6 separate regions of the Mus musculus genome follow, and all the other regions are linked to region 1. Evidence: chromatin contacts called from public ChIA-PET, Hi-C, HiChIP or PLAC-seq and promoter capture Hi-C data. All regions are on one chromosome and are shown on one strand. Each heading gives the region's core, a stretch centred on a gene start, on an enhancer-like site or on the middle of the called end of the contact. The rest is flanking DNA. Distances are from core to core; before and after follow the strand shown.

Region 1 (4,243 bases), core at 654-3,153:
TTTTTTTTTTTGGAGCCATAGGGATGACTGTGGCCCAGAAACACAGATTCACGTTACCAGAATACATGTTCCAGGTGTGGTAACAATTTCATGAAAATTTCATAATGACTATCTTAGTCAGTGATCTATTACTGTTAACAGACGCCATGGCCACAGCAACTTTTATAAGAGAGAGCACGTAATTAGGCTGGCTTACAGTTTCAGAGATTCAGTCCATTATCATCAAGGCGGGAAGCATGGCAGCACGCAGGCAGACATGGTGCTGGAGAAGTAGTTGAACATTCTCCATCTGGATCTGCAGGCAGCAGGAAGAGAAAGGCACTGGGACTGGCTTTGACTTTTGAAACCTCAAAGCTCACCCCCAATAATATACTTCCTCCAAAAGGCCACACCCACTCCAAGGCCACACCTCCTAGTTCCTCTCAAGTAGTGCCAATTCCTAATGACCAAGCATTCAAAATTATGAGCCTATGGGGGCCATTCCCATTCAGACCACCACAGTGATGAAAAAATAGTTATAAACCGAGGCATTAGCCCGGCCGTGGTGTCGCACACCTTTAATCCCAGCATTTGGGAGGCAGAGGCGGGCAGATTTCGGAGTTCGAGGCCAGCCTGGTCTACAGAGTGAGTTCCAGGACAGCCAGGACTGCACAGAGAAATCCTGTCTCGAAAAACCAAAAAACTGAGCCAGGCGTGGTGGCACACGCCTTTAATCCCAGCACTCGGGAGGCAGAGGCAGGTGGATTTCTGAGTTTGAGGCCAGCCTGGTCTACAAAATGAGTTCCAGGACAGCCTGGGCTACACAGAGAAACCCTGTCTCAAAAAAAACCAACAAAAACAAAAAACCCAAAAAATCAACAAAACAAAACAAACATCAAACCGAGGCATTTTTCAAACCGTTGGTGGAGACCTCAGGCAGGTGAGTCACCGCAAAGCCGGGAAACATCATTTATGGCCCTTACTTGCTATCTGATGACATTCTTAGCCTTTATTGGTGAAAGCTGGCATTTGTACCTTCCAAAGGATTTACCTAATAGTCACAAGGATCTTAGGTCACATACAGAGGTGGCCAATAAATGGCTATTTAGAGGGTCAAGATAACTCAAAATCAATTCGCCTCCCAATCTGCCTTATTCTAGCTTTTCACAAGTGATCAACCTCGTGGAAGGATTAGGAGGTGTGTCCTCGTTGGAAAAGCTGTGATGGGGGTTTGGTCTTTGAGTTTTCCAAAAGCCCGTATCAGGCCCGGGTCACTGTCGTCCGTGCTCCCCTTCCTCCCGCCCCATCCCTGTGTGCTGTGGCCCTTCCACCCCCACCAGGATCATGACGTACAGCTCTCAGCTGCTTCTCTGGTATCACGCCTGCCTGCATGCCGCCATGCTCTCCCGCATGCTAATCATGGACTAAGCCTCTGAAACTGTAAGCAAGCCCCCAATGAAAGGATTTCTTTTTGTAAGTGTTGCCTTGGTCATAGTGTCTCTTCACAGCAAAGACAACCAGGAACTTTGGTTCACAACTTTGATTTGTACTCCTGTTGCGCTAAGCCACTGGGGCCTTGCGCACATAGTAGGTTATAAAAAGTTGTGGAGCGAGATTCCTCCAGAAGCCTCTGAGAACCTTCTGGGATTGGCGGGGACAAGGACATTCCGTCAGAAGGGCAGGGCTGCAGGGTATCTTGCATATCAGCCACCCTGGTCTAGGGTATAGAGTTTGAACTACAACCAGGTTCGGGATTAGGCTCAGATCAGCGGCATCTCGAGCTTCTCAGGTCCCACAGCAGCAGAGAGCAATCGCTTCACGGTCTGATCTGAGGCGCCCGGCAGAGGGCACTCGGGAGCGATCGGGGGGTCCCCCGGAGCTTCCGCTCTAGACAGAACTTGGTCATAGAGTCGCATCACTTCCGGTCCTGAAGGGGCGGGGAGAAGCCGGAAGTCCCGAGGGCTCGGGCGATAGAGATGGAGGAGAGTGAGTACGAGTCTGTTCTGTGTGTCAAGCCGGAGGTCCACGTCTACCGCATCCCGCCGCGGGCCACCAACCGTGGTTACAGGTGACCGTTCCTGGCTTAATCTTCCCGTCCCCCGCCCCGGCATGCACTGCGGGGGACGAGGACCGGTTGTCGGGTTTAGGGGCGGAAAGGATGGAGCCCTGTGGCTACTTTAATCGGGGCCAGACTTAGGAGGGGTCGCTGGCCCTGAGCCGTCAGCGGGACGCCGGCAACGGTCGCAGCCAGCTCCTGGGGACCCGAGAGCGCAGTGGGTTCCCTCGGCGGGGTCTACGGGTCGTGTCACAGCGCTAACCGACAGTCGTGACGGGATCCCAGAAAACCCTGCCACCCGCGGAAATCCCCGCCGGGAGGGCACGGGAGGGAACCCGGCCATCTGGGGGACCCGTCCCACGAAGCCCAGGGACGCTGTTCCTATCTCCGGCTCTCCTGACCCCAGTTTCACCCCTGATCACAACATACTTGCAGCTGGGAGGATACCGCCGCCCTTGTCTTGAGTGAGCGTCACCTGAGGCAAATAAACTCAAATGCCTGTAAACACACGGAGTGTCTCCGGAAGGGAACCCAGGACTCTAGTCTAGGAGAGGAGACACAAAGTTGGACACCTTCCCTAACTGAAAAAGATGAAAAATACGTGGTGTGTCCTGTGCCCTGTGGTGGGGTGTTGCTACTTAGGCTGGGTGGCTCTCGAAGGCGATGGGTGTCTGAGTTGTTTGGAAACAGGTCGTCGGGTACCACAAATGTGTTGGAGGGCCAACTCCATCTGCCCTTTGCGCTATGTAACACAGGCTCATAACATTTTCTGAATGGGTATCTTAGAACACTTAACTGTGTCGGTGCGATGATTTTAAAATAATATTAAAATGACAAGAATGGAGGTCAGCAAGCTACAGCTGCCTGTGCTTGCTTTTGCGTGTCTGGGTGTGGTGCGGGTGCATGCAGAAGCCACAGGAGTTCCAGCCAGTGTCTTGCTTTTTTCATGTCCGTTGTTCCCTTGAGGTGGCCCCTAACTGAAGCTGGGGTTGGCTGTTTTCATCTAGACTAGGTGTTCAGCAAGCCCAGTGAAACTCCTTTCTCTGCCCCACCCCACACAGTGGAGGGTCTACAGGTAGCTGGAGCCAGACCTGGCTTTTAGGCGCTAGAGATCCAAACTCGGGGCCTCAAGCTTGCTCATCTGCACCGAATCATCTCCACAGCTGTCTCCCTTTCCTTTCTTGTTATCAAACCGGAGATTGGCAGTCTACCCCTATCTGTTGGGTCTTCGTTCAGTAGACTAGGGTTAGCTTCTCTTGATCCTCCGGAGGGTGGGGTCACCAAGTATCCAGCCAGGCTGGTTTGATACAGAGGAAGCTGCCCGCCCTACACTCAACCTTTCGGGCTCTCCTTAGCCTGAATCTAAAGCCCGCGGCGCCAGGAAGAGGAACAGAAACTGAGCCTGCTGCCTTGTTAGCTGAAGATGTACATTCATGTGGATCTGCCACAGCTGCCAGCTAGAGTTCTAGAGAGCTGACAGTGGCTTTGCTTAGAACTTCCCAGAAAAGCCTTCTGAAAGTACCCATGGCATTTGCTGTTCAGGGGTTTCTCTTTGCTTCTGCTGCTGCTGCTGCTGCTGACGACGACACTGTTGCCTTCTAAAGGAGCCAAAGAAGGCATTGACGAGGGTCCTCGTTCCCTCCTACCTGGAATACAGCCGAGAATATCCTTCCTAGCCGCTCTTTCCTCCCCCGGACCCTCATGCACTTTTACACTCTTTCTACCAAAGATCCTGTCCCTCTGTACTCCCTCCATGGTCTCAAGGGTCCCCCAGCCGGTTGGTCCCGCTAGCTTGGCATCACAGTGCCTTAACAGACACAATAGGCCCGGAGCTGCTTCCTCTATGGACAGGAAGCTGGGAAGGAATTCCCACTTGGGTGAAGGTCTGTGGTCTTTAGAATAGGGGCCAGCAACAGCGGCTGCGTGTGGGCGTTTTGAATGCCAGCACGCTCCAACTGCCTGCAGTTTTGAATGGCCACAGGCTAAGAATAATATTTTGGACAACTTGAAATGACTGGAGATTTTGAAGACTGTTTCATAACGGAACAGTTACGAGCTTCGGATTCTGAGGACTTCCTGAGGGACAGCCTTGCCAAGAATAGCTATTACAGTTTTCATTTTTACATTTACTTTTTGTATATGTATGGATGTTTTGTCTGCGTGTATCACAGGACTCAAGTTACAGACCCTTGTTATCTGCTAAGTGGA
Region 2 (4,243 bases), core at 909-3,408, 940 kb before region 1:
AGTGCTCAGGAGTGGGGTGTAGGCAGTGGGGTAGCTGGAACTCACTAGCCTCCGGTTTAGCCTTCTGGGAACTCCAGACTCAAAGAGAAAGACCCCCCCTGCCCCATATCAAAAACAAACAAACAAACAAACAAACAAACAAACAAAGGCAGAAAGAGATGGGACAGAACACCTGAATATTCTCTGGCCTGTGCCCTGACACACAAAGACAAATTAAAAAATCTATAAATCCAGATTTTCAAAGTAAATAAAAATAGTTGGCCCACATTGGCCTTTGTGTAAATGCCACAAAGTTACAATTCTTCCTTAGAGGCTGCCTCCTTCACTACACTCAGACTTTACACAGGCGTGGGGAATTCGAACTCAGGTCCTCCTGTCCTTACCAGTCTCAGGCCAGTCTCTCGGTCTCTTTGTGGCAGTTGAGACTCCATCTCTAGCTGTAGGGATGGCATGTGAGCCAATCAGAGACACTGAGAAGCAGCGAGATCTTCAGGTGGATCCTCTCAGTAGGGCGCCTGGGGTGGCAGGGGAACTTCACGGTTCCCTCTGGGATTCAAAGCTGAGAGGATGCAAGGGCTGGAGCTATGACTGCCCTGTGGTAACCACCCTCCCGAGATTCCATCTGGGGTCAGAACAATTGCTGAGAGCTAAAGAGCGGCAAGACCTCATGACATCTGTTTATGGTGACCAGTGAGTCTGTTCTCATGCTGACCCAGTTCATGCTGTTGTTGGGTTCTGTCATGCTGCAAGAAGTTTTTGTTATAATATGAAAACCATCAGACTTGAGCTGACCAGGGGCCATCTTTGAGTCCCAGTACCTGCCTCCTGCATCCTGCCGCACCCAGCCTGTCTCCCACCCTCTGTCTCCTCAGCTTTTTCCTCCACCTTCCCAAATTCTCTCCCTCTCTGCATCCCGCAATCCTGTAAGTTCTTCAAGACTCAGGTGGAATTCTCCTCTTCTGACCCATCAGACCCTAGAGGCAGAAGGCTGTCTCGCCTGTGTGCCCCATCTTTTCCTCGATGTTAGAAAACAACCTAGACTACCAGCTTACCAAACCAGAAAGGTTTGTTTGTGGTCCTGGTTTTACTGGTTCCAGCCGACATGTTTCAGGCCCCATGTTTTGGCCTTGTGAAGCCGCAGAACATCAGGCATGAAGTATGTGTCAAAGTCAGTTTGCACAGCTTGTGATGGCTGGGAGGGAGAGGAAGGAAGGGGTGTGGAGAAGGAAGGAGAGGAGGAAGAAAAGAGAGAGGGAGGAAGAGAGACTCCCTTTAAGGGCATGCTCCTCCCGAAATTCCCACCACGTCTCAATAACACCATGAACTGGAGATGAAGCCTTCAACATGAGTGTTGGGAGTCATTTAAGAACAAGGCCGCAGCCCCCCTTCTCTACTCCAGTTCCAAGTCCCACAGGGCAATGAGTGCTTCTGGAACCCAGTGACCGGGGATCATTCCTGTCTCTCAGCTCTTGACTGGTCCAAATTCAGACCTGGGTTAGAAAGGACTATCTCTGAGGCTTAAGTTTCTGAACAATACTCGGTTCCCAGGAGAGATGAGAAGACAGGGTAAAAGATGAGGGTGGACCAGGGCTTGGAGAGAAAAGAGCGATTGTTCTCAGAGAGAAAGAGAGTCTTTGCTGGGCGTGGGGAGGAGACCGGATGCCATCAGTCCAAATGGAGTGATTCAGAGGAAACCTGAGGAGAAAAAAAATGACCAGCGAGGCCCCAACCAACCTGTTCGGGAAGGAAGGGAAAAGTTAGAGCCAGGAATGACACAAAACAGTCACCTCACGCCCCACATCTGCACCTCTGAGATGACAAAGGCACCGGGAGAGCATCCTTGCAATGCCATAAATCCTCCAGGAGGTGAGGGGTGACAAAGGGTGAGGTCACCTCAAGCTGCTGCCTGGAACAAGCTTTCTCACCTGAAGCGGCTCTGCCACTGACAGACACACACCCAAAGCCTTCTAGAATCTTCTGTACGGAGACAAGGGCACCTCCATGAAACGTTCCTCAGAGAGCCACTGTGTGCCCGAGTGGACTGGGCGTCGCTCACTCATCGGTCACAAGTGGGCGAGTTATCTGTTCTCACTTCCTAATCTCCCTGGGCACACAGTCCCCACGCCTCCTTCCCTTGGGGCCCATAGCTTCTGTGAGTGGCAGAGCGGCTAAAGCTGACGTCATCAGTCAGCTGCGAAGAAGCCCACAAAGGCTCCAGGCTCCGACTGAGATAGCTCAGCTGATGAAGGTGCCCGAGGCCACGCCTGATGGCCTGAGATCAACCCCGGGTTCCTACACAGTGAGAGGAGAGATTTGACTCCCTTGAACTGCCTCTGACCCCACACCCATGCACTGTGGCAAGCATCCCTTCCCCCACCCCCGCAAATAAATAAACTGCTTAAAACAGCATAACTTATTCCAAACAACAAAAAGCTTGGGCTCCCCACTACTGTACACCCCTGCTTGGGGCACCACTCTTCTCCCCATCCCAGTGGCTCCCACCTTCTCATTTCCCTCAAATCTGACTCACTCACTTATAAAAGAAAAGATAATGAATGTAGCACGCTCCAGACGTTGCCCAGAGAACCTGCGACATTGGGGGAACAGAAAGACCTTTGTTACCATCCGGTTCCACACAGTCTGTGGGTCCCCATGGTGGTCCCGGTCTGGGGTCCCATTTAGGATCTGTTGCCTATTGGAGCTGAAATGCGATGGGTAATATCGATGATTGACTCAACAAGGCTCTGGGAGCATCAAGGAGACTGACTTCATCAGGAGACTGACTTCATCGCAGGCCTGGGAGGGAGGTTCTAGATCAGCTTACACAACCTGTCACTTCCTTTGATCCAAGCCATGAAGCCTTACAGCTCTCCTGGCTGGAGCTGAAGCCGGGATTCACCTCCTGCTGGAATGCAGGGACTGAAGGGGGACCATCCAGAGGTCTCCAAGGAGGGGACAAGGATAGCCAGGAGAGGTGGCTGGGAGCAATGAGATTTTGTGGAGGCTGAAGTTGCAGGCGAGAAGTCAGACTCTGAATGCAGTGGGAAGAACAGGGCGCTGAGGGCTCCCCAGCTTGGAGGAGGGGTGCAGACCTGAGATGGCCCCTTCTCCCTAGACGGTGTCTCTGCCCAGAGGGCGGGGTAGCAGGTAGCAAGCAGATATCCTTCTTTTGACAGCTGTCAGTTATGGTGCCTAAGAATTGACCCTTCCCCTATCACTCATCTATCGATATTCCCTGCTTTACAAACAGGTTATGATTCAATATGCTTGAAATAAATTGAAAATGTCCAACTCAGGAGATAGGACAGCAAAGTGCTGAGCTAGCATAGGACCATGAGCTTGTGACCTCAGCTTGTAAACTCGGGGACATGAGCTTGTAATCCCATCGCTGGAGAGGTGTAGACAGACAGGGGCCCCTGGCCTCACTGACCAGTTGTCTCAGTTTTATGGTGAATTCCAGAACAATGAGAGACCCTGTCTCAAAAAAAAAGGGGGGGGTTTGTCTCCTGAAGAATGGCAGTCAAGGTTGTCTTCTGGCTTTCACATGCATACAGACATACATGCAAGTCGGCACAGACATCCACAGGAAGGAACACCTGCACACTAGAGGGGGGGATAGTGTAAGCAGAAATGCCTTGTGGGTACACTTAACCTGTGGAACACCAGGCAATAGAGCCCATTATGCAGAATACGATATTTTCCTCAGTGAGGGTGTGACAGACAGCTGTAGCCCACGGCTGCTGCCAAGCATTGAGAAAGGGGGTCATGTTCTCTAGCCCAGGAAAGATCAAAATGCAGAAATGCAAATTTTGACTCCTCCTAAACACATAACTGTGTCACACCTTTGTCACAGTCAGCAGTCACAGATCCTGCCCCCCACCACACCCCCGGCCCTGCTCTGTCTCCAAGCTTCATTCTCAATCAAAAGGACAGCGATTTCTCAGAAATTACGAATGTCACCGACATTTCCAGTACCCCGCTGCTGCAGTCACTCCCTTAAGTGTGTCTGTGGGTCCCCATCCCCTGCCTCCAAGCCACTCAGAACTCAATCAAACAAGTTGGTTATAGACACCGGAGCCTTGGATATTTTCTTCTAAGGCGGTATTTTTGATACCCTCCCACTGTTTAAGGAAAAAGCCTTATTCCTCTGCCCTGGAAACGCTGTTATAATGCTCCATATAATCTGAAAGTCAGTTGAGCTGACAGCTTAGCATTCCTTCACTGGAGATGGCTGGCAGCCACG
Region 3 (4,243 bases), core at 1,218-3,717, 800 kb before region 1:
CCTGGGCTACCGACATCTATCTAAAATAAAGTCATATGTTTATGACTCCAAGGCTCACCAGAGTTTTGAAAGTCACCTATGCACTTTATGAAGACAGTCTAGACAAACCTAGGCAAGTGCAGATGTAATTTAAATGTTGAAATCTCTGTGTGCCCCTCCCCTATCCTTGGTCTCTATTAAATATGTAAACTGTGTTTCTTTTAAAGCAGCTAGACTGAACTACCCAACACCAACTACTTGTAACTCCCTTGGTCTTTAAGAAATCAAAACTCTCTAAACTTAGTTAGCATCTTTATCAGACTTAGCAACCTTACAAAAAGTTACATTTTTCTTTTTCTTTTTCTTTTTTTGTTTACTCTGGTAATCTTTATTAAAAGTTTAATTTAGAACATTAAAGCAACACAATATGGTTTGTTTGTCCAAATATTACAGATTTTTTCAAAAACTTCCTTTAGTGTGTATAAGTTAAGAAAGCGTATTATACCCAACATGATTTTCTACGGGGACATTTTATAGCAGGGTTTGATGCTAACACCAGCTCTACACATGCAATGACAACTGGCTGAGGCAGCTGATAAATGCTTCTGAAACACACAGGAGTCATTGTCTTACTCAGGGGACCTGGGGTCTTCTGTGAAACCATGCTTCTGAAAGGCTGAGCAAGGTATAACTACAGATTTCTTCTGCATCCATTATACTCTTTCAAATACCTTTTCCTTCAACAATGTTTGTGAACACATCAACAGTTACTGATCAGGTGTCTTCCTCTAAGCATCATCCTGTGGCAGCCAGCAGCTTCTCTGGTCCCCTCTGTTTTCACAGTGTCACTTTTTAGCTTGTGCTTTCCAGGTCTTCTGTACCCTGCCTCTGGGAGTGGGCAGTATCTGGGTACCCAGCATTGCCCTGTTATCTTAGTGATGCATCTGTGTCGGAGACTCTTGACTCCAAAGAGCAAGGCTTCCCCCAGGTGCTTGTGAAAAGCAGCTTTTTGGATCCCAGTGACAAAGGACAGGTCTGTCAGTCTAGGTAGAGCCTGGAAATCAGCATTATGGCTAGTGACCTTGCAGTTGATGCCAGAACACCATAGCTTTGAAGGTTTAAGAGTTTGTTACCGCCGGACAGTGCACGCCTTTAATCCCAGCACTTGGGAGGCAGAAGCTGGCGGATTTCTTGAGTTCGAGGTCAGCCTGGTCTACAGAGTGAGTTCCAGGACAGCCAGGGCTACACAGAGAAACCCTGTCTCAAAAAACAAAACCCCCAAAAGAAAAACAAACAAACAAACAGAGTTTGTTATCTGTCTATCTATTATCTATCATCTATCAAGGAGGGAGTCTTACTATAGAGCCCTGGCTATCCTGGATGTAGACCAGGCTGACTGAACTCAGAGACTGGCCAGAGATTTACTTTAGTTTTAAGTCTGTGTGTGTGGGGGAGGGGTATATATGCTCATGAGTGCAGATGCATAAGCAGGCCAGAAGAGGGTCTAGGATCCCTGGTGCTGGAGTTACAGGCCTTTCGTGACTTGCCCCTCTCTACCCGGACCCTACACGGATGCTAGGATGTCAGTCCTCCACAAGAGCAATAACCACTCTTAATAACTGAGCCTTCTCTTCAGACCAGCTTTGCTGTTCTTGAAGTGACAGACTAGATGACAGAGACAAATTCTCTCTGAGCTCCTCCTTTCCAGCTCCCCCCATTCCTGACGCTTTGGGGAGGAGGTCACCCCTCTGGGATCCCCATCAAAGAGGCAACATGGAGATCTCTCTGAAATCCCTCTGAGGTGGAGAGTCCCAGGCATCCGCCGGATCAGGCAGCTATTGTGCTGAATCATCGTGTAACAGGACGACCCCCTTCCCCTTTCCCAGTTCTTTGGGGACCTTGAGAACTGGTAGGGTGCCATCTCCCTCATAGCAGCTACCCCACTTTTGAATGACGCCAGTCATGATAGCCCTGGAGACAGTCTCAACTGGGCTCCAGTGCTAGGGTCCACCTTCTTCAGATTCCTGCCACCTTATCAAGAACGCCCAGCGGTTCACTACCAGTGGTCTCCATGGCAACCGACAGGGTGTCAGAGACACAAACCCCTTTCAGAGAACGGGTTGAGAGCCGCGCCCCTCTCCAGTCCCTGAACACACAGCCACCTCCTGCGAGCGGACCCTCTTCCCTCCCGAAGGGTTGGGACACCCCCTTCCCAGGTTCCTTCCAGAGGGCTCCTGGGACTCAGCGTCACCCAGAGGTCATCAGAGAGAAGTTGATGGTTTTTCACTGTGGGGGAGGGAGGGGAACGATGATGAGGAGCTGGGGAGCGGAATGCACTTGACCCCCCTACCCCCCTCCGGGGATAGAGAAGGACCCGGCACGCGGCAAAGGCGGCGGGAGCCAGCCCGGGGGCGGGCGGTCCCCTAAGTCCCACCTTCAGGGCGGCGCCTGGCGGCGGGGAGTGTCAGGAAGAGGAAGAGCGCGGCCGGGAGCGCGGCGCAGAGCAGGGGCCCGGCCGAGGCAGCGCTGCGCGGGCCACCATGGCCACGGACGAGTTGGCCAGCAAGCTGAGCCGGAGGCTGCAGATGGAGGGCGAAGGCGGCGAGGCGACGGAGCAGCCGGGGCTCAACGGGGCGGCGGCGGCGGCGGCGGCCGAGGCTCCCGACGAGACTGCCCAGGCGTTGGGCAGCGCGGACGACGAGCTGAGCGCCAAGCTGCTGCGGCGCGCGGACCTCAACCAGGGCATCGGCGAGCCACAGTCGCCCAGCCGCCGCGTCTTCAACCCCTACACCGAGTTCAAGGAGTTCTCCAGGAAGCAGATCAAAGACATGGAGAAGATGTTCAAGCAGTAAGTGCCCCTGCACCCGGTTCCCCACCACCCTAGACCCGGCCTCGGGCCCTAACCTCCCGTATCCCCAATTAGATTCCCCCAGAACCCCGTCTCACCAGGGTGGGGAACTCTGCTGCTTTTCTAAAGAGCCACGAGGCTTCCAGACCCACCACCCCAGCACGCAAGTGGATCTGGGGAGCTCCCGTTCCTGACATGTGACCCCTCCTCCTGGTGATACTGCCCTCGGAATAGCCCACGCGGATTGGGGGCTCCCTGAGGTTCCTTCCAGATAATCGCAGGTCCCCAGCGAGTCACTACCACCACACAGGGTACCGACCTCCTTCCCACTGTTAATGTTACTGCACCCACCACCCTACACCCAAACATATCGAGAAAGGGAGAAAGGGCCGGTGGCTTCCCTTCCGCTCCGTCCTAACTACTGGACTCCCTACCCCCACCGCAATAAGGCAACCCTACTGCCTCTTAAGGGGACATTCCCCCCGGCACCCATGCCAGACTTGTGCCTTTTACTGGGTCCTTTAATTTCTTCTGCTTAGTTATGGACTCTCTCCTACTAGGTTGGGTCCACAACCCCCTCCCCCCAACACACACACACACACACACACACACACACACACACCCTCAGCTATACTATGTTTACTTACTGTGGGTGAAAACTCTTCAGGCCTTTCCATTCCCGCCCACCCTGTTGACCAGGTTCCATTTCCTTAACACTGTGCGGTCTTGCTAGGGAAGGGCTCCTCTGTCCCTGTCCCCCAGTCTACAAACATGTAACTCCCCTATCATCAGGACAGAGTCCCCTGGGACTTAGCCCCTCTTCATACACTGTGAGTCCACCTTCCTCCCCTCCCTCCCTTCTCCCCCATTACCCCGCCCCCCCACCTCGAACCCCTTCACTCCGTGGTTGTGCAGTGGTGACTCCCCTGCCCTTTATCAGAAGGCAGCCCTCTTCCCCAGTGACAGTTCCTCCCTTCCCAGACAATCCCTGGAGCCCATTCTCTCTCTATGTGCCCTGCCTAGGGTCTCCAACCCCTGCCTTCTACTTTCTATGATTCTAAGCTGTACCCTTACCAGATTAGGATGTCCCCAAGACCTGTGGGCTCAGCCATTCCACACCCCCACAAAATCCAGCAATATGGAGATGGGGGAAGAGTACCCATAGGGGTAGAGAAGATGCAAGTGCCCCTCCAAAGGACCGGCCTCCCGTCTTCCTAGTAAGCCACCTATGTTCCTGGAAAGGAAATGGTCCTCCAGGCACCAGGCTGGAGCGGATCCCAGAGGGGACCAAACCACAGAAGCTGAGCTTGGGGTGGGGTACGCAGGGAATCCCAAAGCAGAAGACAGCCAGCAGATTGAGAGCCCCAGCCACACCCCACGGACAGTGCCCAGACACCCATCAGGAAGCCCGGAAAG
Region 4 (4,243 bases), core at 642-3,141, 710 kb before region 1:
CTCTGCTAGCCTTATGCCACATTCCTGACAGGGATATAGTTATTCCTTGATGACAGCTGTAGACATGTGTCAGGGATCTCACAGCGTGACCAGAACCAGAATAGACTCATAGCCAAGAATCCACCTTGGAATATGTCAAACGATAATATTACACTTGTTTCCTGATTTGGGCATCAGTCAACATTTCCTTCCATAAAATAGGATGTACACTCGGGAGGAGCAGCTGAGGTGAATTTACAAACAGGAAATCTGGGGAGAGCAGTAATGAGAAACTCAAAGGGGGTTAGTTGCCCCAAAGTAAAGGAGATTCACCACGTTGGCTAAAACTGGCTTGTTTGGGGATTTGGCAGTTATCCCTGCCACCTGATTTCTCAGACTGTTAAATAACCTAGTTTCAGCTTGGTAAAAATAAACATGAGTGAGTGCAAATTGGTCTGCTGGTGCCAGTGCAGAAAATCAATCCAAAACACAGGTATAGTATAGGTCACTCGAGCAGCAAAGCCTTAGGCACAGACCAATATTCAGCTCTGCGACAGCGCATTCGCCTAGCATGCACGAGAGGCGGGGGGGGGGGGGGGGATGACGATGATAGGCTTTAGCTTCATTTTTTATTTATTTTGCAACTAACTATTCAAATATTTACTGGCAGCTTGTACAAACCAAGGTCTGTGCAGACAGTGATACAATGCTGAACAAGAAAAGTGTGAGACTCTACCTGCAGGAGCTTACCTGAAAGAGCTCTACCTGAAAGAGCCCAAAGAACAACGATATACACTAAATGTATAGAAGAGAGAGCCAGGCATGGTAGTGCAGACTTTTAATCCCGGCACTCTTTGAGGAGGCAGAGGCAGGCAGATCTCCTGAGTTTGAGACCACCCTGATTCACCTAGTAAGTTCCAGGCCAGCGAGGATTACACGGTGAGACCCTGTCTCAAAAGCAAACAACAAAAACAGCATGCTAGGTAAGTGTTTTAGAAACCGATTACATAAGAACTCACTCAACACGAGGCATGGAATAGAAAATACATCAAGAGCCCTTGGTCACGGGCGCAAAAAAAAAAAAAAAAAATGTCAGCCTTATTCACCACGCCCTCTTCCCTCGGTTCTTTTGTTTGTTTGTTTGTTTGTTTGTTTGCTTGTTTGTTTGTTTTTTCAAGACAGGGTTTCTCTGTACAGTCCTGGCTGTCCTGGAACTCACTTTGTAGACCAGGCTGGCCTCGAACTCAAATATCCACCTGCCTCTGCCTCCCAAGTGCTGGGATTAAAGGCGTGCGCAACCACGCCCGTCTTTCCCTCAGTTCTTGTCCAAATTCCAGTCTAGAACATCCTTGGGTTGATGTACTGAATTTGGAGCCTTGGATTCTAAGCTTCGGGCAAGTCTTTGGCCCTCTCCGAACTTCAGTATATGAAGAGGTTGAACTAGGAAGAATCCCTAAGGTCGCCTCAAACGCTGACGCTCTAGGATTCTATGAATAGGGTCAAAGTGAACTGGGACCAGCGACTGCGTCCCCGTCCTAGCAACAGTTGCTAGATGTGGGCCATCTTCTGGCAACCAGTGGAAACCCCTCCCCGGTTCCGGGAGGTCTTCCTGGTATCCCGTGATGCATAGCGACTCCGCCTCGCTAGAAGGCACGTTCTGGCCTCGCTAGTCAAGAGCAAGCTTTCAGACCCAGCCAGAGAGCGCTCTCCGTTCCTATAGCAACTGCGCCAGATCCAGGTGCCTACGGTGACCGTCAAGGCCAAAATAGGTTCATCGCGTGTGCGGCCTAAACCGGTCTGTGCGCGCGTCGCAGGCGTGGGGTCTTTAAGTGACACGTGACTGCCCCGGGCCTGGGCCCCGCCTCCTTCCCCTCCCCAGGTTCTCTGGTGTGGACTGGAAGCGCCGGCCCCGGCGGATTCACTGGAGCACGGACGCTGCGGCCGGTTGGGCCGGTGCCCTTTCCCGGTAACTCCTTCCCGGCTTGACGCGCGAGCGTGGCGGGGCCTTGCAAGCTGGGGGATCTCCCGTCAGATCCTCCGCGTCCTCAGCCCGCGCTGGGCCCCGGGGGGCCCCGGGAGCCGACAGGAACCGGGGCGGCGGGGGAGGGGGCCGCCTCCCGGAAGGTCGTAACCCGGGCGGGCGCCCGAGTCGGGACTTGGTCCTGCGGAGCGTCTGGGGAGCCTCCGCCGCCTGCGCTTGGGGACGCCGAGGGCTACCTGTTGGCCAGCGCGTCCCCAATCCTGTGGCCGGCCCCCTGGAGCTGGAGAACGTCAGCCAAAAATTGTCCCCACCTCACCCACTCCCGCAGCAGACACTTCACCCACCCTGCCTGTGGATTCTGCTTAGTAAACCCCTTACCCACTTTACTGTACCCCATCCCCATAAAGATCCTGCTAGGTGCTGGTGTTCAGTCACACCCTATCAGCAAGAACACAGGTTTAGGTCCTAGAATGGTGGTGGACAGCCCCCCACCCCCGCAATCTGATCCCCAATCTGGGTGAGTTTAGCCAGTACCTCAGAACAGGCTGTCTTAAAAGAGAAACAGGAACTGGCTTGCTTGTGGATTTTACTTAGCATGTGTGCAGTTCTAAACAGTGGTCAACTGTTTATAAAGACTCCCAAGCAGGGTTTATGGCTTGCACTTGTCAAAATCCACCCCCCCTGAGTAAGGTGTCAGCCACTGAACCTTACTAAACACTGTGAGGTCAAGATAAATGGACCCATGAAACCAGCATATGGTATAAAAGATCACAGCCCCCTGTGTGAGTGTGTGTATCTCCAGGTCCACGCTATCTCCTTATCAACCAGCCAGGATTATTCCAAAACCCACACTGAGTTCTACCCCTCAGCTGAGTTGTAGTTTAAAACATTTTAAAGCCGTGCCTATTCTTCTAGTCTTTCCTGTTCTCTTTAGATAAGAAACTGGATTCTTAATAATAGCAGACTTCTGAATATTAATGCACAGTTATTTTAAGGTGTTTTACTTTCATGTCTATTTAGTGTCCAGAAATGCCACAATGATCCTAGAATGTAATTTAGTACATGAGAAATCATGATGAGTTTGTGAGCTAATTTGACCCGTTCTCAGCTACTCTGAAGCCAATTATTTTAAGTTTATTGTTATGATAGATGAAATGGTGCATTTGAGATATCCTCTCCTGGATATCCTAGATATATTCTCAGAGTCACCACTTGTTTCAGAGCATTCATTTCCAGTAATTTTAAAAGGACTTTTCTAATCTATTAATCTATTATGACTTGTCTTTTTTTTTTTAATTCATAATAGTTCTTGTGTGTGATATTCAAAAATAGTGGTCTTTTTTGTTTTAAAGATAGGGTCAACTAGATTGACACATTCCCTCTTAAAAAAAAAAAATCTCGTGTTTAGCTCTCATTTGAACATCTTTATTCCCTACCTTAAGAAGCATGACCATTCAAGTTCCTGTCTCTTGAACTTAAAACTACCTCTTGATCATTTCAGCTCTGGGAAGGAAGAGAGATGGAATTGAAAAGGTTGGGCGTGTCCTGGCGATTCTTGATGGTTCTGGTTCTGATCCTGCAAAGCCTGTCTGCATTGGATTTTGACCCATACAGAGTCCTAGGGGTCAGCCGCACGGCCAGTCAGGCTGACATTAAAAAGGCATATAAGAAGCTCGCTCGGGAATGGTAGGTGAACCCAAGAACGGAAGTTTAACGTCCGCTAGGCAGTCAGCAGGTGGCTGAAGCCTCAATGAGGGTGACTTGTCTGTCTCTGCGTTGAGTGTATTTGTAGAACCGCCTAGAGTATTGAGGCTAGAGCAAATACGGAAGCAAGGCGGTGAGCGACGCTCCTGTGCTATGTAGAGGATTTCTGGTCCTTAAACATATTTTTCCTTTGTGTGTGAGGGAGTTCGTGTTTGTATGTTGGGGCAGGGGGAGGGTTTCTCTGGGTAGCTCTGGCTGTTCTGGAACTCACTTTGTATGTAGACCAGACTGACTTTGAACTCAGAGATTTGCCCATCTCTGCCTCCCAAGTGCTAAGATTAAAGGCGTGTGCGTCACCACCCAGCTCTTTTGACTTGGGTTTTTGGTTCTTTTGGTAATACTTTATTTTTAATGATGTGTATATCTCAAAGGAGACTGCTGAACACACTGGAGATGGAGTTACAGGGAGTCGGGAATTGCTTGATGTGGGTACTGGAACCAAACCTTGGTCCTCTGGAAGAACAGCAAGTGCTCTCTTAACCACCGAGCCATCTCTCCAGCCCCTAGAAAGCAATTCTT
Region 5 (4,243 bases), core at 1,013-3,512, 650 kb before region 1:
AGAATTGGAGTCGTATGAAAGGCTCTATGTGACTGCTGCTTTCAAACCAGCGTGGTGGCGTATACCTTTAATCCTAGCACTTGGGAGGTAGAAGCAGGTGGGTCTCCCTGAGTTCAAGACCCAGCCTGCTCTACACAATAAATTGCAGGGCTACACAGTGAGACACTCTCTCAAAAAAGGGTTGGGCTGCTAGAGAGATGGCTCAGCAGATAAGAGCACTGGCTGCCCTTCTAGAGGTTAGATCCAATTTAGTTCCCAGCACCCATATGTCAGCTCACAACGGCCATCGACTCCAGACCCAGGGAACCTGACATCCTTTTCCTCCTCACCAGCACTATCCATACTTGTGCTCAGACAAACATGCAGCCAATACACACATACATATAACAGGGTTTCTCTCTGTAGACCAGACTTCCCTGGAACTCATAGAGATCCACCTGCCTCTGCCTCCTCTCAAGTGCTGGGGTTAAAGATGTGCACCGCCACTGCCTGGTTTACAGTTTTAAATTTCTAAAGGAACAATTCATGCCACAATAAACATCTTGGTGCCCACTAACTGTGGAGACGCAATCACAGTGGGGTGATTGGAGTTCACATCCTGTGGGGCATCTGGCATCCTCACAAACCTTACTTAAGTTTCCTAACTCCATTTTGAAAGGCTCTCTAGCTGACATTTTCATTGCAATTTTCTTTTCGTTTGGCACAGCAGCTGGGCTTTCTGTCACGGATGCTTGATTTCAGCCCTGTCCTGTGGTCCCAGCGTCTCCACTTCTGTTTTTGTAAAAGTCTTGCGCCTATGTATTCTGTCTTTTCTGCAAAGTGAAGTTCTTGCAGCATCCACAGCCACCCTGCTTCCCATTTCCTTCCTGTTCTGCTGGAGGAGGCTCCTCGCTCCACGGAGCCAGGAGTGGAAATCCTTGTGCTTGTAGTGATCCTGCAGTCTCTGCTCCTGGATGATGGTGAAATGAACCAATTCAAGACAGATTAGCTCGTCGTAAATGCGGGTTTGTTGGGTTGGGAAGCTTCTGTCAGGAGGACGAATTCACTGGTCCCAAGGAAGGAGAGGAAGGAAGCCATATTAGTCGCCATGGGAAGGGAAAGGAGAAGAGGGAAAAGAAAGAAAGAAAGAAAGAAAGAAAGAAAGAAAGAAAGAAAGAAAGAAAGAGAGAAAGAGAGAAAGAAAGAAAGAGAATGGGGGTGGGGGGGAGAGAGAGACCAATGATATCATATATGATATGATATCTGTATTAAATGCAGAAGAGTCTCTGGGGGAAGGGCAGCTGAGTCCCTGCCAGGTAGGGACAGAGGGATGTCAGGAGAACCTTGAGCCTTTGATTTGTACAATGCATACCTCAGCCCCTAATCCAGGACTGGAAACCAAACACTCCTGAGTGCTGGGATTACAAATGTGGACCACCCTAGTGGGCCCGGGAGATGTTTTCGGATTTTTACCATTCTTGGTATCTACATCTTCTTATGAATTGAGTGGCCACTAAAATAACGACTGTTTCCCAAGTACTGTCTTTTTGTCCTGCTGAGGTTGAGCTTGGTCCTGGTAGGCAAGATGTCAACAAGGTATTTTATCTATACCATTAAAGTAAATTGTTCAGACTGGAACACTTATGATCCAGGCAGGCTTGGAATTTGCCAGCCTTCTGTTCACCCTCCTGAGTAGCTGGGATTACAGGTTTGCGCTACCAGTCCCAGTATACGGAGTAAATTCTAAACCGTACCCAGTAAACGTCCAGTGCTGGATGCAGTCTGAGAGTGAGTTAACTAAGAACTGTGCTGTGTGTGTGTGGCTGCCAGCGCAGCCATGCCAGCCCGCAGGCTGGGATGGGCCTCGAGCACAGCAAAGGATCTGGATTTTCGTCCTACATTCATTACCAAGTCGAAACCGAGTTAATATTACTGAAATGACAACTTCCATTACGAAAACTCTGTTTTAGAAAGATGTGCTTAATTTGTCTTTCAACCATTTTTATGCACACGCCATTCGCACAGTAGGTCCCCGTTGGATGACTAACTGGGACTGGGATCCTGGAATACTCCGGAGCTCAAGCATTAAATCGTGGGGTTCCCCCACCCCGCATCCCCATTCCTCCCTCCAGTCTCCCCAGCCCCGCCCTGCCCCACAGCCTAGCGTCGCGAAGGCTGCCGGCAGCCTGGCGCGCTTTACGGCCGTGGCGTTGCGACGGGGCGGGGCGCCGGGCGGGCGGCCCGCGAGCTTGACGGCAGCGGTGGGAGGCAGGCCGGCAGGCAGGCAGACGGCGTCGCAGGCGGGTGGCGGCGGCCGCGCTGGCTGCCGAGGGCGGGAGCGAGTGAGTCATTGCGCGCGTGTGAGGGAGGAAAGGAGCGAGCGAGCGAGCGAGCGAGCAGCCCGCGCCCGTCGCCCTCCCGCCGCTGCCGCCAGGTCTCCCCAGCCGCCGACTGCCTTCCGCCCAGCGCCCAGGCCGGGCCGAGTCGAGCCGGGTCGGGCCCGGGCCATGCTGCTCACCGTGTACTGTGTGCGGAGGGACCTCTCCGAGGTGACCTTTTCCCTCCAGGTCGACGCCGACTTCGAGCTGCACAACTTCCGCGCGCTGTGCGAGCTCGAGTCCGGCATCCCCGCCGCCGAGAGCCAGGTACGCCGGGGTGCGGCAGCGAGCGGGGGCCTCCGGCCGCTGTGGCCGGGGGCGGGGGGAGCTGGGGGCCGGCGGGGGCCGAGTCCTGCAGCCGCCCGTGGATGCACCCACTGCAGCTAGAGGGGCACGTGCGCGGGCGGGCAGCCCTCCCCACCTTCTGGCCTTCGGGAGCCTGGGTCCTCATCCGGGATCTCCTGACTTTCCGACCAGAAATACCAGTTTGGATCACTGGGAGAACGACGCCTGCCTGGGGTTCGCTTATTTGGACCGCTCCAATATGCGCAGTTTACTACCTGGGAGAATGCAGATTTGCGGTTGAAAGTGAGGGGAAAAAGTTTGAGACTCACTCTGCCATTGACGTCTCTGGAAATGCATACATTTTTGGTTAATTTATTATATATGTATACACACACACACATATATATATGTCATATATTAATTAAAGTAATGGTTAGGTTAACTCAGTCTGTCTGCTTCTCTCAGGCCAAAGCCCTCCTCCTTTCTGGGCCCAGTTTAGTTGGGTCAGTTCAAAGCTCAGTGCTTTCGAAGGATATTAGCTTGAAAATGGCCTACTGTCTGAAGACCCCCGAGGGATTCGGCGGCCAGGAGTTCAGCCTTCTCATGTTTTAACAAGAAAATATATTCTCAAAATGCTTTGGTGTCCTTAGTAGACTTCATCAAACAATAGGTGGACTATTTTGTAACCTTTGCACTAAATCCCTTAAGATTCTAACCAAAGTGGCCCCCGCTGGGTGTAGTCTAAACACCAGAAAATTATAGACAGCTCCCAAGGCCCCAGAATGTAAATCTTGATTTCCTTCTGCAATTATGAAATAGTTCCAAAAACTGTTGCCCAACGACTGCCTGTTCTGTCCTGACTTACGGTAAACTCTGCGTGTCAATATTGTGTTCAGAAGTACCATTCCTTCACACAATGTGAACTTTAGAACCTTGGCATGCAGCTCTTTCTGGAAGGATCTATTTTAGGGAAGGAGGTGTCACTCACATACGCGGTCTGGCAAAAGTTGGGAATAAACAGTTCCCCCAATTTCCACAGAAAAATTAACCCACAAAAACCTAGGACCCCATTCCTGTTGGTCAGCCTCCTCATACAGGTAGCAGGGGCAAGCTAGGACCAGGGAGTTTGGGGGGCTGGGGGAGATTTGACTTTTTAGAGGATTGATTAATTGCTGGTTGTTGTTTGTTTTGTTTTTAAGGCAGGTCTCACTATATAAAACACTGGCTCCCATCTACACTCAGAGATCCCTGTTGACTTTGCCTCCCAAATGTTTGGAGTTAAGGCCTGAGCCATCACAACCAGCTGCTTTTGGTTTTTGTTTGTTTGCTTTGGTTTTTTTTGTTGTTGTTGTTGGGTTTTTTGTTGTTGTTGTTGTTTTTGAGACAAGGTCTCAACTGTGGGGTCAAGGCTAGTCTCAGACAGCAGCCCTCCTGCTTCAGGCTCCTGTACAGCTGGGATTACAAGAATACACTATCATGCCCAAGTTCAGTTTTCAGTTTTGAAGTTTTTTTTAAAAATTTTTTTCAATTTTTGTGTGTGTGTGTGTGTGTGTGTGTGTGTAGGGTGTTTTGATGACCCAAGTTATAATTGCCAGCTGATG
Region 6 (4,243 bases), core at 906-3,405, 520 kb before region 1:
GTCCAGACTTGGTTCCTATTGGCTCCTGACTCTCTCTACCAGGCAGCCAGAGCCCAGACCATGTTTACAGGGCCTCCTCAATCCCCACTGTGGAAGGTAAGAGAGCTATACTTCCCAACAGAGGAGTCTGGATGGCAGCAAATATCACCCACTCCCTGGATCTTATCCCTAAGCCCTTCTCCTTCTGCCTGCAGGGTCTCAGCAGTCATGGCCCTAGTAGAGGGCTCTCTTCTTGTCCACTGGGACTTCTGAGGGGAGAAGAGACCTGGTCTGAGCTTGGCAGGGAGGGGGGAGGGGAGCAGAGTCCATGAGCTGGCAGACAGAGGGCGTGTATTCTCTGCCTGCACACTTCCTGGGTTTCCATTGCAGGAAGTTTGGCACCTGCCTATCGGTGCCACTGATACCCAGGCTGGTGCAGGCGACTTTTAGCCAGGACAATACCCCAACTGGAAGCAGCAACAGCAGCAGCAGCAGGAGGAGGTGGAACAGAGGCCAGGGGTGCAGGACAGCTGGTGAGTGGTAGCAGCTAGACCCCTTCCAGACTGCCTTAGACTGTGGATGTGGGAAGCCTGGCTCCTAGATTAATCCCTTTGACCTTGGCGAAGGCCCCAAGTCAACCCTTCCTTCCGTGTGGCGTCTCATTGTGGGGTAACCGGGTAGGTCAGTACCACCTTGACTCAGTGGCGCCCCCCTTTCTCAGCTGAGGTGTAAGAGTCTCCACACCTGCCACAGACAAGAGGCCCCATTGCCAGGTTGGGAACGCACCCAAGGGGCCCCTGGGCACCGGTAGCCTCAGCATAATACTGGGTTCTGTCCTTGGCTCTCATCTGGGGATGGTGGCAGCAATCCAGCCTCTGGGACTAGCAGATCCGGGTGCCTAAGGGGCACTCTCCGGTCTGGCTTGAATCTAGCCTTGTCCAGTGCCCATTGCACAAGCCTCGGTCCTCGCCGGCTTCAGTGTCTGGTCTGTGGGGTGGGACCTATCAGCCCTGGAGTAGAGTCTGGAAGGGTTAGATGAAAGGTTTGAAAGGGACACAAGGGAAGTCTCTAGAAACAGCAGTTACTGTCGTCGTTGTGACTCCACACTGGCGGGTAGAATCAAATGGAAAAATCTAATGGCAAAGACTGGGGAGGCCATTAAGGGGGTGGGGCTTAGTGGGGAGGCGGAGGATGGAGCTGAGCACCCAGACACCCCACTCTGACACCTCTCTTCTGCAGCAATACAAGGACCACCTCGAGGAGCTGTTGTATGTGGGGGGGGGGGGCGAGGAGGGCTGCAGAAGGGGACCTAATCCTTCCTAGTTACCCCCCCCCCATGACTCTGGGTCCAGCTCTCCCCTGCCCAGTCCCCCATTGTGCCTCTAATCGAAAGAACAATCGGCTTGCCTGGGAATCAGACCTAGATTCCTTTCCCCTGCAATGTCTTCAGGTCTCTAGGGACCTGAGCTGTCCAGAGCAGCCCCAACCCAGGCCGCAGGGCCCTGTGCTCTGCTTCTTCAGGGGCCAGTAACAGGGCCGGAAAGCAAACAGGTGACCTGATTGTTTCCCCTGTCTCCTGTAAGGGCCTCTTTCCACTACAGGACCTGAGACCCACTTGTAGAAGGATTCATAGGCTCACACAGGCAGTGACAGCCCAGGACAGCAGATCCAGGTGACTTGCTTCGCTGGGGTGTCTGAAAACCCTACCCCAGGCATCCTTTGAATAAGCCCCGCAACTCCAGTATATGTTAGCATTATCGCTTTAACTCTAGGCCACGTTGCAGAGGTGGGCTGTGCGGACCCCATTTTAGGAATTAAAGATTGAGGCTTAAGAAAACGGGGTTGACAGTCCAGGTCATGCGTCTAGCCTAACTTATGACCCTGAAGGATTTCAGAGTCAGTCTGGCTACAAGTACCCCTCTCCACCAATTGGGGCAGGTGGAGCCTCTCATCCAGGTGACCTAGAGCGAGGTTGGCTAAGGATCCCACTCCCCAGCCCGCCCCGCCCCTCCCCGGTGCACCGTGGGGGTGGGCAGCGGAGGAGGAGCCACAGGGAAGGGGAGGAGTGGTGGGAACAAAGGGAGGGGGCGCGGCCACAGGTGGGGGGGCAGGTAGGGCGAGCCAGCGCCCCCTCCCCGAGCGTCACCTTTTATGGTAAGGCGCGCGCGGGGCGGCGGGCGGAGGGAGGCTGGGGCGGGAGCAAGGGGCGGAGGCGCAGCGCCGGCGGAGGCCGGGCGTGGGGAGCGCGGCAGGTAAGCGGGTGCGGCGTGGGGGTCCTGGCTGTGCTCCCCGGGCAGGGTCAACTTCAGGTGGCCACATGGGCAACTCTCGGCCACCGTACTGAACCCAGCTCGGCGCGGTTGGGGGGCTCGGGGCGGGTACTGTGTCTTGTCCCTGTGTGTCCCAGGATCTCAGCCATTGGGGACTCTGGGAGGCTGTGCGGGGACGGCACAGGGGTCATCTCCTGGCTCTTGATTGGGACGGGTTGAGCAGGGCAGAGGCTCCCGCACAAAGAGGATAGCGTCCCGCATATGGATCGAATTATAGTCACTGCGGTGACCCGGCCAACTGTCCCGCTCTGCTGCTGTGCCAGGGAGCAGAGTTCCCGAGTTCTTTTGCCCCTCCCGGACCCTGTTTCCAGCTCCAGTCTGGAGAGGGAAAGGAGGGTCCTGGGGTCTCCTCGCCTGGCTTGGCGGGGTGTGGAAGTGGGCGATCCCCAAAGTGAGTGCAACTACTCCCCCATCTCCAGGCCAGACCTGAGGTCCCAGGGGGAGAGGCTGGGCAGCGCCCAGATTCCAGCTTTTAACAATGGAGATCACTGTCCTCCAGCCGCAGGGCTCCTTCTTCCCCCCTGGGGCTGAACGACCAGCTGGCCTCCCCAGCCACCCTCCAGGGCAGACTTCTATTCTCTTTATGAATAGAAAGCGAGCCCAGAGAGGTTGAGTGACCGCGTCAAGGTCGCCCAGTACAAAAGACCGGTAGCCTGAGGAGATCTGACTTCTGCGCCTCTTCCTTTCTCTGGTCTAGGAAAGAGGATGAGAGAGGCCCTTAGCCTTCTGAGATCGCAAGGTGTCTTGTGGGAGTGAGTGGGGGGACATTCACTCTTCCACTTTCAGCAAAGTTTAATTCTAGTCCTCAACTTAGATTGCTTATTGGTCTGTGTGAAAGAGCAATGCTTAGAAATGACTCGGAGGTGGCTTTAGAGTGCGGGCAAAGAGTTATCGAGGCCGCCAGCACATCCCCTCCCAGGGGCTGCAGCCTAAGGCCGGCCCTGGCTGGCTGGCTGGCCGGCTCTCAGCCTCCTTCCTTCCTCTTGACAGGAAATGACTTTCTTTCCCTTTGTTCCCACTTTCTCCGCTTACCCAACTGGATCTGGGTGTCTGATTTGCCCTCCGGGGGAGGAAGGATGGGGGTGGAGGGTCTGCTGGGAAGTTTTCATAGAATGCTCCCCCCAACCCCCACCCCACCCCCGCCTGGGTGAACTCAGGGTTAGTGGGACCAAAGGGAAGCGCCAGCAGGCTCTCCTTAAGGGACCTGACAGGGCTTTGAAAATCCCCAGCGCTGCTCCATCCCTGAGGTCCCCACCTCTGCATGACAACGTAAAGGGCGGGTATGGCTGCCCAGCTGCGAACATCTGGCCTTCACGCTGGATGTTTCCGAGAAAGCAGGGAGAACGGAATGGGGGGTCAGAGTCGGGGTGGGGGTGGGGGTGGAGGAGGGTTCCTGAAGAGCCACAGCCTGTCTCAGAGGACCCGCCTAGAATGTGTTGACCGCAAGAAACTGGTTTGGATTGGGTTATTGGGGGAAGGGGTGGAGCTTGGAGTGGGGGAGGAGGCTTGTGTGGTCCAGGGAAGAAAAAGTCCAAGGATGCCCCAGGACTTTCAGGTTGCTGGATCCTCTGAAAGGATTCCAAGCCTGCTGGAGGGCCAAGAAAATCCACTCTAAGTCTTGTTGGGACTGCGTGACAGAGGCTCCCTACAGCTGAGGTTTGAAGGCTGAGCTCTCGACTCTATAAATGTCAGTGGAGTTGAGGGAGGGTCTAACTATGTAGCCCAGGCTGGGTTGGAACCCATGGTCCTCCTGTCTCAGGTTTCCTGAGTTCTGAGATTACAGTTGCAAGTATGTGTGGCCGTTCTTGGCTTCAATTTGTTTGTTTGTTTCTTTGTTTGGGCTAGTGTGGGATTTGCTATGTAGACCAGTCTGGCCTTGAACTGACAAGAGAAGAGATCTGCTTGCTCTTCTGCCTCTGAGTGCTAGGATTAAA

What was found. A called contact is a pair of places that touch in the nucleus more often than the background predicts. ChIA-PET counts read pairs in DNA pulled down with a chosen protein or histone mark. HiChIP or PLAC-seq counts read pairs in DNA pulled down with a chosen protein or histone mark. Capture Hi-C pulls out chosen DNA fragments and counts their contacts.
Region 2: a Hi-C map of muscle stem cells shows a contact between it and region 1, with 6 times the contacts expected there. The contact joins the promoter of 4930455G09Rik here to the promoter of Necap2 in region 1. A contact is called at or near these places in 1 of 484 Hi-C or Micro-C datasets (muscle stem cells) and 1 of 115 datasets of contacts at active chromatin or transcription factors (pancreatic cancer cells).
Region 3: an H3K27ac HiChIP or PLAC-seq map of bone marrow-derived dendritic cells shows a contact between it and region 1, with 2.8 times the contacts expected there. The contact joins the promoter of Efhd2 here to the promoter of Necap2 in region 1. A contact is called at or near these places in 2 of 115 datasets of contacts at active chromatin or transcription factors (bone marrow-derived dendritic cells and pancreatic cancer cells).
Region 4: a Hi-C map of regulatory T cells shows a contact between it and region 1, with 6 times the contacts expected there. The contact joins the promoter of Dnajc16 here to the promoter of Necap2 in region 1. A contact is called at or near these places in 1 of 39 promoter capture datasets (pre-B cells), 7 of 484 Hi-C or Micro-C datasets (CD4 T cells, CD8 T cells, double positive thymocytes and 3 more), 4 of 115 datasets of contacts at active chromatin or transcription factors (bone marrow-derived dendritic cells, memory CD8 T cells, microglia and 1 more) and 2 of 9 other capture datasets (adipose tissue and liver).
Region 5: an RNA polymerase II ChIA-PET map of memory CD8 T cells shows a contact between it and region 1, with 10 read pairs. The contact joins the promoter of Ddi2 here to the promoter of Necap2 in region 1. A contact is called at or near these places in 2 of 484 Hi-C or Micro-C datasets (CD4 T cells and CD8 T cells), 1 of 115 datasets of contacts at active chromatin or transcription factors (memory CD8 T cells) and 1 of 9 other capture datasets (adipose tissue).
Region 6: a contact with region 1 is called in a promoter capture Hi-C map of pancreatic islet. The contact joins the promoter of Fblim1 here to the promoter of Necap2 in region 1. A contact is called at or near these places in 1 of 39 promoter capture datasets (liver), 2 of 115 datasets of contacts at active chromatin or transcription factors (bone marrow-derived dendritic cells and pancreatic cancer cells) and 1 of 9 other capture datasets (pancreatic islet).

What each region holds. Positions count from the first base shown.
Region 1 is chr4:141,076,017-141,080,259 of GRCm38.p6, reverse strand. It overlaps Necap2 (NECAP endocytosis associated 2), which reads left to right and starts at 1,903. Exons shown (of 8, transcript NM_025383.4): 1 at 1,903-2,047. The coding sequence starts at 1,956.
Region 2 is chr4:142,015,813-142,020,055 of GRCm38.p6, reverse strand. It overlaps 4930455G09Rik (RIKEN cDNA 4930455G09 gene), which reads right to left and starts at 2,158. Exons shown (of 2, transcript NR_131014.1): 1 at 1,926-2,158.
Region 3 is chr4:141,873,144-141,877,386 of GRCm38.p6, reverse strand. It overlaps Efhd2 (EF hand domain containing 2), which reads left to right and starts at 2,467. Exons shown (of 4, transcript NM_025994.3): 1 at 2,467-2,827. The coding sequence starts at 2,520.
Region 4 is chr4:141,788,292-141,792,534 of GRCm38.p6, reverse strand. Dnajc16 (DnaJ heat shock protein family (Hsp40) member C16) reads left to right here and starts at 1,891. Exons shown (of 15, transcript NM_172338.2): 1 at 1,891-1,945; 2 at 3,462-3,646. The coding sequence starts at 3,480.
Region 5 is chr4:141,721,438-141,725,680 of GRCm38.p6, reverse strand. It overlaps Ddi2 (DNA-damage inducible protein 2), which reads left to right and starts at 2,262. Exons shown (of 10, transcript NM_001017966.2): 1 at 2,262-2,624. The coding sequence starts at 2,487.
Region 6 is chr4:141,597,836-141,602,078 of GRCm38.p6, reverse strand. It overlaps Fblim1 (filamin binding LIM protein 1), which reads left to right and starts at 2,155. Exons shown (of 9, transcript NM_001163256.1): 1 at 2,155-2,231.